Linked DNA regions of Sus scrofa: region 1 is linked to region 2. A link is a contact called in public HiChIP or PLAC-seq data. All regions are on one chromosome and are shown on one strand. Each heading gives the region's core, a stretch centred on a gene start, on an enhancer-like site or on the middle of the called end of the contact. The rest is flanking DNA. Distances are from core to core; before and after follow the strand shown. Region 1 holds the start of NT5C (5'(3')-deoxyribonucleotidase, cytosolic type). Region 2 holds the start of GALK1 (galactokinase).

The links. HiChIP or PLAC-seq counts read pairs in DNA pulled down with a chosen protein or histone mark.
Region 1: a contact with region 2 is called in an H3K27ac HiChIP or PLAC-seq map of alveolar macrophages, with 4 times the contacts expected there. The contact joins the promoter of NT5C here to the promoter of GALK1 in region 2. A contact is called at or near these places in 2 of 47 Hi-C or Micro-C datasets (mesenteric adipose tissue and subcutaneous adipose tissue) and 1 of 2 datasets of contacts at active chromatin or transcription factors (alveolar macrophages).

What each region holds. Positions count from the first base shown.
Region 1 is chr12:6,160,305-6,164,646 of Sscrofa11.1, forward strand. It overlaps NT5C (5'(3')-deoxyribonucleotidase, cytosolic type), which reads left to right and starts at 2,116. Exons shown (of 4, transcript XM_021066663.1): 1 at 2,116-2,446; 2 at 2,793-2,893; 3 at 2,971-3,344; 4 at 3,463-3,839. The coding sequence starts at 2,138. The coding sequence ends at 3,644. ARMC7 (armadillo repeat containing 7) reads right to left here. Exons shown (of 3, transcript NM_001243806.1): 3 at 3,837-4,342.
Region 2 is chr12:5,640,487-5,644,781 of Sscrofa11.1, forward strand. GALK1 (galactokinase) reads left to right here and starts at 1,526. Exons shown (of 8, transcript XM_003131193.2): 1 at 1,526-1,775; 2 at 2,487-2,676; 3 at 3,312-3,431; 4 at 3,631-3,766; 5 at 3,893-4,074. The coding sequence starts at 1,611.

The DNA of each region.
Region 1 (4,342 bases), core at 866-3,365, 520 kb after region 2:
AGACACAAATGAACTTATCTATGAAACAGCAACGCACTCACAGAGGATAGAGGACAGACTTGTGGTTGCCAAGGGGGTGAGAGGAGGGAAGAACTGGGTGTTTGGGATTAGCAGATACAAACTATTATTTATAGGATGGCTGAACAACAAGGTCCTACTTACCGTATAGCACAGGGAACTATATTCAGTATCTGGTGCTAAACCATAATGGAAAAGATGGAATTCCCTGCGCTGCAGCAGGTTAAAGATCCAGCACTGTCACTGCAGCAGCTCGGGCTGCTACTGTGGTGAGGGTTCTTCTCAGGAACTTCCATGCTCCACAGATGCAGCCACAAGACAAATACTACAAAAGAATATGAAAAAGATATCTATAACTGGGTTAATTGAATTAACCTACATTTGAAATCAACTGTACTTCAATAAAAATGTTTTTAAAAGAAAAGGAACTTTGAACGAGGTCACCTCTAAAAACCCCGCCGTGATTGAAATGACTCAAGCATAATGTCTAACCACCAGCTCATTTGACCTATGGACATTCCTTTGGGAAGAATGAGGGTAATCACAGATTACTGGGCTAAGTTTTTCTTCCTTATTGTGTAAAGCGTTTGCAAAATGGAGAATTAATTGCTGTGCTACAGAACGCTTCCAGTTTCACTAAGACAGGTTAGCCCTACACATAGCCTGAGTTGCGGTTTCAGTTAGGAGTTCAGAGGTGGAGCACCTGCACCCTTCTCTCTAACAATGGAGCTCTGGGAAAGAGATGTCCCCCATTTGTGTTACAACTTGTGAACTTGGCTTTTGTCTTTATTTCATGAAGGTAAATGCCTAGTCCAAACGTGCTCTGAGGGACAGTTCTGCCAGTCATTTTGGTACTATTTCACATTTCAGAAAATTCTATATAAACATGTTTGCTAAGGGTGTTGAACTTTCCCCTTAGAAGGCTTAGGGTTTGGGGTTCCCTTCCTGGCTCAGCGGTTAACGAACTCCACTAAGATCCATGAGGATGCGGGCTCGATCCCTGGCCTCGCTCAGTGGGTTAAGGATCCTGTGTTGCCTTAGGCTGTGGTGTAGGTCACAGATACGGCTCTGGCCTGGTGTTGCTGTGGGTGTGGCACAGGCCAGGGGGTACAGCTCTGATTTGACCCCTAGCCTGGGAACTTCAATATCCTGCAGGTGCAGCCCTGAAAAGCAAAAAAAAAAAAAAAAGCTTAGGGTTTACAAAGTGAAGTTGAATGATCTTAAAATGATGATAGCAGGAGAATCAGCATTTTGTGGACTTTTTACACAATTGTGTGACCTCAGTGGCTTTGTATTTATTGCTAATGCCCATTGTAGAATTTCAAAATTGATCACCAGGTTCCCCTTCCTAAAGCTTCTTCTGTTCCATTTGGAAGTACTGGGGTGCTCAACTGGGAAACTACAGGAAGATGGGTGACTTAACTCAAATCTGAATCTAGTTTGTAGGTAAATACATTTATACGTAGTCAGGAAATTTACACGTGAAATCTACAAAAAGGAGAATCAATAACACATTCGGACGTTCAGCATTTTCTAGAGGAGGATATAACTCCAATTCTAGAAGAGTGTCAGTTCCACAAAAAGGAGGATGGTCTGGGTTACCTGAGTCTCCTCCTCCAGGTGAACCGGATGCTTAAAGCAGATGCTCCCATGTTTCAAGCCAGCTCTGGTTTATGAATTGGTGTCTGAGGAGCTCTGTTCACAAGAACCCGCTGTCTTCAGCAGATTCATTCACTTCGGTCACTGGGAGTCCCCATGATTTGAGCCTTGGGTTGGTGCTGCCTTGACGTGGCGGGAGCTCTGCTCCAGAGTCCCCACAAGCAGGGAGGACAGGGATGGATTCTTAAAAGGGGGCGTCAGCTCACGGGTTTAAGCAGCCTTGGCTCCTTCTCAGAAGCCGTTGATCTGTATTTAGGAGAGACCCTCTGCCGGGCCCCTGGAAGGTCTGCCCCAAGAAACGTCTGAGGTGAGCGAGGACGTCTGCCACCGAGCGCAGGGTGGCTGGGGTGCACGTAGGCGCGGCCTCAGACCAGAAGAGCAGCTCAGGCCACCTCCGCGCCGGCTGCTGGGGCACTGGGGGAGGCCCGGTGCTTCCGGGGGGCGGGGCAACCCGGCGTCCATGCAAATTAGCCCCGCCCCCCGCCCCCTCCCGGAAGCCGCCGTCCCGGCGCGGAGCTCAACTCGGCTCCGGCCCGGGTTTCCGCGCGCGTCCATGCTTCCGGCCGGCCCGTGCCTCGCGGTGATGGCGGCAAGGTACGCGCGGCCCGTGCGGGTGCTGGTGGACATGGACGGCGTGCTGGCGGACTTCGAGGCCGGCCTGCTGCGGGGCTTCCAGCGAAACTTCCCCAGGGAGCCGTACGTGCCGCTGGAGGAGCGCCGCGGCTTCTTCGCCCGGGAGCAGTACCGAGCCCTGCGCCCCGACCTGGCGGTAGGTGGGGGGAGAGGCGAGGATCAGGGGGAACCGGGAGCCCCGACCCCAGTGTCCCAAACGGGAAGCCCCAACCTCCTGGGCACCTGGGAGTGGGGCGCCTTCCCCCTTGGGTCAGGACCGCCTGTGCTCCACGTCCAGAGACAAAGCTTTCACTTCAGAATCCACACTTCGTCCCAGGACAAGACAGTCTGGAGGAGTACTTACCCCTAAACAAAGTCCCCTCCCTGAGGCTCTGATGTGGGGATCGAGGCGCCCCCCTTCCCCCAGGAATCTTGAGAGTCCTCGCTGGGGCTGGCGAGATCGGCTGGGAGCAGAGCCAGGACAGGAACACTGTATCTTTCAGGACAAAGTGGCCAGTGTGTATGAAGCCCCAGGCTTCTTCCTAAACTTGGAGCCCATCCCTGGAGCCTTGGAAGCCATGCGGGAGATGAATGACATGCAGGAGTGAGGAAGGGTCGGGAGGGAGGTGGGGGGGAGCAGGGGCTGGCACCACCCTGTCTGACCCGCGCCCCTTCCCGCAGCACTGAGGTCTTCATCTGCACCAGCCCGCTGCTCAAGTATGACCACTGCGTGCGCGAGAAGGTGCGGCACTGGCGGCACACCCAGGGTCCTAAGGCCCCATCTTTGAAAGAAACCAGCAGAAACACACAAAGTCGGGGGTGGGGGTGGGGGGAGGGGACGATAGCTTCAAGGGCGGCAGACCCTCCCACCTACTTGCTCGCTGGCCTTGAATTCCGGGGTCCGTCCGGCCCTCCTGACAGACTTGTGCCCACCACACAGTACGGCTGGGTGGAGAAGCACCTGGGGCCCCAGTTTGTGGAGCGCATTATCTTGACGAGGGACAAGACCATGGTCTTGGGGGACCTGCTCATTGATGACAAGGACACCATTCAAGGTAGGAGCCATTTTCCTTGGCACCCTCCGGGCACTGGGCCTGCTGGGATACGAGGGAGGGGGTAGAGATCACCACGTCACCCATTGCGTCCCCTGCCTTCCTCTGCGTCCTGTCACAGGCCAAGAGGAGACCCCAAGCTGGGAGCACATCTTGTTCACCTGCTGCCACAACCAGCACCTGGCCCTGCCCCCGACCAGGAGGCGGCTACTCTCCTGGAGTGACAACTGGAAGGAGATTATAGACAGCAAGCGGGAAGTCCTGTGGCGGGGCCCGCCCGGCCTGGGTCTGCTGCATGCATGAGCCAAGGGGCAGTGGCAGTGGACAGGATCTGGAGGAAGGGGAGGCAGGCCAGCAGGGAACCCCGGCACGACTGGGTGCCAGGGCAGCATGGTGGCAGGGACCCCTCAGCACTGCCCTCTGGAACCTCCCGGGGTAGCTGCATGGCCACCTAGTGGGAAATCAGGAACCTTTTAAATAAAGCACTGCTCACTGCTCTCTTAAGGCCTTTTATTTGGGAAGCGAAGGGGCAGGAGCCCTACAGGGGCTGGAACAGGCTGAGGGGGCGGCCTTCGCCTCCCTCCTTGCCTCCTCAGTCCCTTAGTCCCATTCCTCTCGAACCCACCTTTCCTTGGCCATGTACAAGGTCAACCTTGAAGACGTGCTGAAGGGGGGCCAGGACCTTCCACTGGTCCCGAAGCTCACTTTCCATGAGGGCCTGTGCCTCTTCCCTGGGCTGAGCCGTGTGCACTGGCCTCAGCCTCATGCTTTTGTCAGAATCCAGCCCCGTCCCCTGGAGCACGGAGCATCCCTGAAGCCAGGGGCAGGGACTCGCCCTCACTAACCCTGATGGCAGAGGCGGGCGAGGGCTTCCAGGTAGGGGCCTTGGGGTGGGGAAGGGAGAGAACACAGCTCTGGGAGTTTGTGCCTGTATTCTGATGTGTCACTGGCCTCACGGCCTCCGTCTTCATGCCCAATGGCCAGGTTTGCAGTCAGGCGGC
Region 2 (4,295 bases), core at 276-2,775:
TCGAACCCGCAACCTCATGGCTCCTAGTTGGACTCGTTAACCACTCAGCCATGATGGGAACGCCTACATGTTCTTGATACAAGTCCCTTAAGTATATTATTCGCAAATAGTTTCTTCCATTCTCCAGTTTGTCTTTTCACTTTCTTGATGGTGTCCTTAGATGGGCAAGTTTTTTTTTTTTTTTTTTTTTTTTTGTCTTTTTGCCTTTTCTAGGACCGCTCCCGTGGCATATGGAGGTTCCCAGGCCAGGGGTCGAATTGGAGCTGTAGCAGCCGGCCTACGCCAGAGCCACAGCAACGCAGGATCTGAGCCGTGTCTGCGACCTACACCACAGCTCACGGCAACGCCCGATCCTTAACCTACTGATTGAGGCCAGGGATCGAACCTGCAACCTCGTGGTTCCTAATCAGATTTGTTAAGCACTGCGCCATGACGGGAACTCCAAAGTATTTTATCTTGATGAAGTACAGTTCACATTTTTCTTCTGTTGCTTGTGGTTTCGGTGTCACATCTGAAAAACCATTGGCTAAGCCAAGGTCACAAATGTTTGAAAACATGTCCATGGAGTTCCCGTCATGGCTCAGGGGTAAGAAACCTGACTAGTATCCATGAGGACACAGGTTCGATCCCTGGCTTCTCTCAGTGGGTTAAGAAACTGGCATTGCTGTGAGCTGTGGTGTAAGGTGAACCTATGTTTACTTCTAGGAGTTTTCAGAGCTGACTTGTGAATGATCTTTGGGCAAACCCCTGAGCTACAGCCCTGGCCACAACCCTTCCAAAGCCCCCACTCTAATTCCAAAGAGTTTGTTTACATGTTAGCCTTTCCCCTCCAAGTTTTCATATGGGATGGCCAGCCATGAACAGGCATCTGGGCAGGAACCGAGGACAGTTTGAAGGTTTAGGATGCAGGCTGGTGAGAGAGGAGGCGGCCAGTGTCAGACTCTGGGTATCAGACACTGGGACCAAGATTCCAGGCTGAGGAAGCACTTGCTGGTGCCAACAGCCCAACTTGCCTTGGCAGCTGGGTGGGTCCTTCCAGGAGGGGCTGGGCCCACCCTGTCCATCATCCCGCTCCTTGCTCCTACACTGCTAAGGAGCTGGACAGGGGGTCAAACTTGGCTTTCTTTATCTCTCTTTACTCTGAATGCCAGGCCATCCACCCTCTTAGAGATCCATGATCGGGGGCTGGTGACCTCTCACAGCTGCAGGACTTTAGGACTTTTGGGAGAGAGCTTTGAGAACCCTTGGGGAACCCCAGATGTGCTGGTACTGCTCTGGCTGTGGGTAGCCGGCTGGGTGCAGGGGTGGGGTGTGGCACACCAGCACCAGGGAAGGGCAGCTTAGATCGCCCAGTCCGGCAAATACCACTCAAGGCCACGCACGCCCGACCAGACGCCCAGCGGCCCCTCCCAAAGCCCACCTCCAGTCGGCCCCGCTCGCCCAGCCGGTGGACTTGGCCGGAGCTGCGGGCGGGGCGGGGCCAGCGGGGCCCGGGGCGGGGCCCGGGGGCGGGGCGGCGCCAGCAGCTCTGTGGGCCGACGCCGCGCGGCCCCGCCCCGAGCATCCCGCGCCGACCCGACTGCGCCGGACAGAGCTGCAGGGCGAGAGTCATGGCCGCTTCGGAACAGCCCCGGGCCGAGGAGCTGCTGGCCAGGGCCCGGAGAGCCTTCCTGGAGGAGTTCGGGGCCGAGCCCGAGCTGGCCGTGTCGGCGCCGGGCCGCGTCAACCTCATTGGGGAGCACACGGACTACAACCAGGGCCTGGTGCTGCCCATGGTGAGGGGCTGGGCGGGAGGCGCCATCTCCCCGCGTGCACTGGTGGGCGCGCTGCACCCAACTTTTACCCCCACCGAGCTGGGGGACGAGCAAGTGGGAGAGACCCTAAGACGCGGCATTTCCCACATTGGAAGGGAGGGAGTTGGGAATCCCCGAGGAAGTAGGCTCCCTGGGAGCCACCGCGGCTTGTGGGGGAATGCGGAAGGGGGCCCTAGCGTAGACCGGGGCGAAGTAGTCCTGAGCCTCCTGGTTCCGCCGGTTCAATTTGCAGAGGAGGGAATTGAGCCTCAGAGAGGGCTAACGAGCTGCTCAAGGTCACACAGCTGGATCTTGGTGGACCTGCCTCCGCCGGGGGCTCTTTCCACCAGGCTCTGCAGCTGTGCAAGCTTGGCTAGTGAGCAAGCCCGGTGCCTTGAGGTTGCCTTCTAATGGAAACGCATCAGAGGAGCTCCTGATTCGGTTTCCCTGTTGTGCCCTCTCCCCCTCGTGCCCCGCAGCTGAGAGCCCATGCTCAGGGCAGAGTCCAGGTCTGCACTCCTGCTGTCCCGGCCCTGAAGACCCATGGGGGGCAGGACCCAAGTCCCCAAGGCCAGATCTGTATGCAGGCTCTTCCCAGAGACACTTTGGGTCACCTCCTTGTCTGTCCCAGGCCCCGCATCCCTCAGAACTGTGGTGCTGGGAGTTTGGCACACTTTTGGTTTCTCCTGCCAGGCTCTGGAGCTTGTGACTGTGCTCGTGGGCAGCCCCCGGACGGATGGGCTTGTCTCCCTCCTTACCACCTCTGAGGATGCCGATGAGCCCCGGCGGCTGCAGTTTCCCCTGCCCACAGACAAGCGGCCGCTGGAGCCTGGGACCCCGCACTGGGCCAACTATGTGAAGGGAGTGATCCAGCACTATCCAGGTAGGGACCTGGTACCAGGAGTGCCACCTCTCAGCCGCAAAGCTCCTTAGCCCACCTAATCCACTGTGGGGTAGGCATCCAGGGCGGGGGTATTCCCATTGTACAGGTGGGGAAACTGATGCCCCAGGTGAGAGCTTCCAGAACTTGCTCTGGGTTGCCCATTCCATGACTGGAGGAGCCGAATTGAAAACCCCAGCCTAGGAGTTCCCATCGTGGCACAGCGGAAACGAATCTGACGGGAACCATGAGGTTGTGGGTTCCATCCCTGGCCTCGCTCAGTGGGTTAAGGATCCGGCACTGCTGTGGCTGTGGCGTAGGCCGGCAGCTGTAGCTCTGATTCGACCCCTGGCCTGGAAACCTCCACATGCCTTGGGTGCAGCCATAAAAAGCAAAAAAAGAAAAAAGAAACCCCAGCCTCTTGGTGTCCAGAACCCTAAACCAGGAGAACCTCAGGGTAGGAGGATGGAGGGCAGCGGACCCCTTGGCCCAGCAGTTTGATGGCCTCTGACAATTGAGGCATATCCCCTGGAAGCAGCTGCCAGGCAGATGCCACCCTTTGTGCCAGAACACATGCCCTTCCTGTGCCCATCTTGCCCGATGGCCCATCTTACCATCCTCCATTCTTTCCCCTGCAGCTGCCCCCCTCCCTGGCTTCAGTGCAGTGGTGGTCAGCTCAGTGCCACTAGGGGGTGGGCTGTCCAGCTCAGCATCCCTGGAAGTGGCCACGTATACCTTCCTGCAGCAGCTCTGCCCAGGTACCTTCTAGACCCCAGCCCCAACCCAGCCCTCCTTCCCTGAGGCCTTGGGATCCGAACTTCCTGCCCCTCCTGTGGCTTTGAGGGTGGGGGTGGGAAAGCTCCCTGGAGTGTCTTGGGAGCTACCGCTGCTCTCACCCGGCCGCCCCTAGGGCCCCCTCCCGGGGCCCCAACTTCCCCACCTCGCCCTGTGCCGCAGACTCGGGGACAATAGCTGCCCGGGCCCAGGTGTGTCAGCGGGCCGAGCACAGCTTCGCAGGGGTGCCCTGTGGCATCATGGACCAGCTCATCGCACTGCTGGGGCAGAAAGGCCACGCGCTGCTCATTGACTGCAGGTCAGGGGCTCTCCTTGTACCCTCCCACCTCGTAATCAGGAGCTCCTGGATGGGGCACGTGCACTGCCTGGCGAGGCAGACACACACTCGGCCTTGTCATCTCCCCCTGCTCTGTCTCTGCCCCAGGTCCCTGGAGACAAGCCTCGTGCCGCTGTCGGACCCCAAGCTGGCAGTACTCATCACCAACTCCAATGTCCGCCATTCACTGGGCTCCAGCGAGTACCCCCTGCGGCGGCGGCAGTGTGAGGAAGTGGCCCGGGCGCTGGGCAAGGAGAGCCTTCGGGAGGTGCAGCGGGAGGAGCTAGAAGGTGAGAGTGGCTCGGTGTGCACTGTCCCAGAGATGGTGGGGTACCCCTCGGGGACTGTGCCAGGGCCTCGGTGTGGCTTTGACTCAGTTGTACACCCCCTCACCTCCAGGGACCTCTGCCAGGCTCTGCCCACTCCCCCTAATACTGCTAACCTAGGACTGCTTGAAGTCTCAGTATTGTTTTTTTCTAATATGAGCATTAAGTATCCACCACGGAAAATA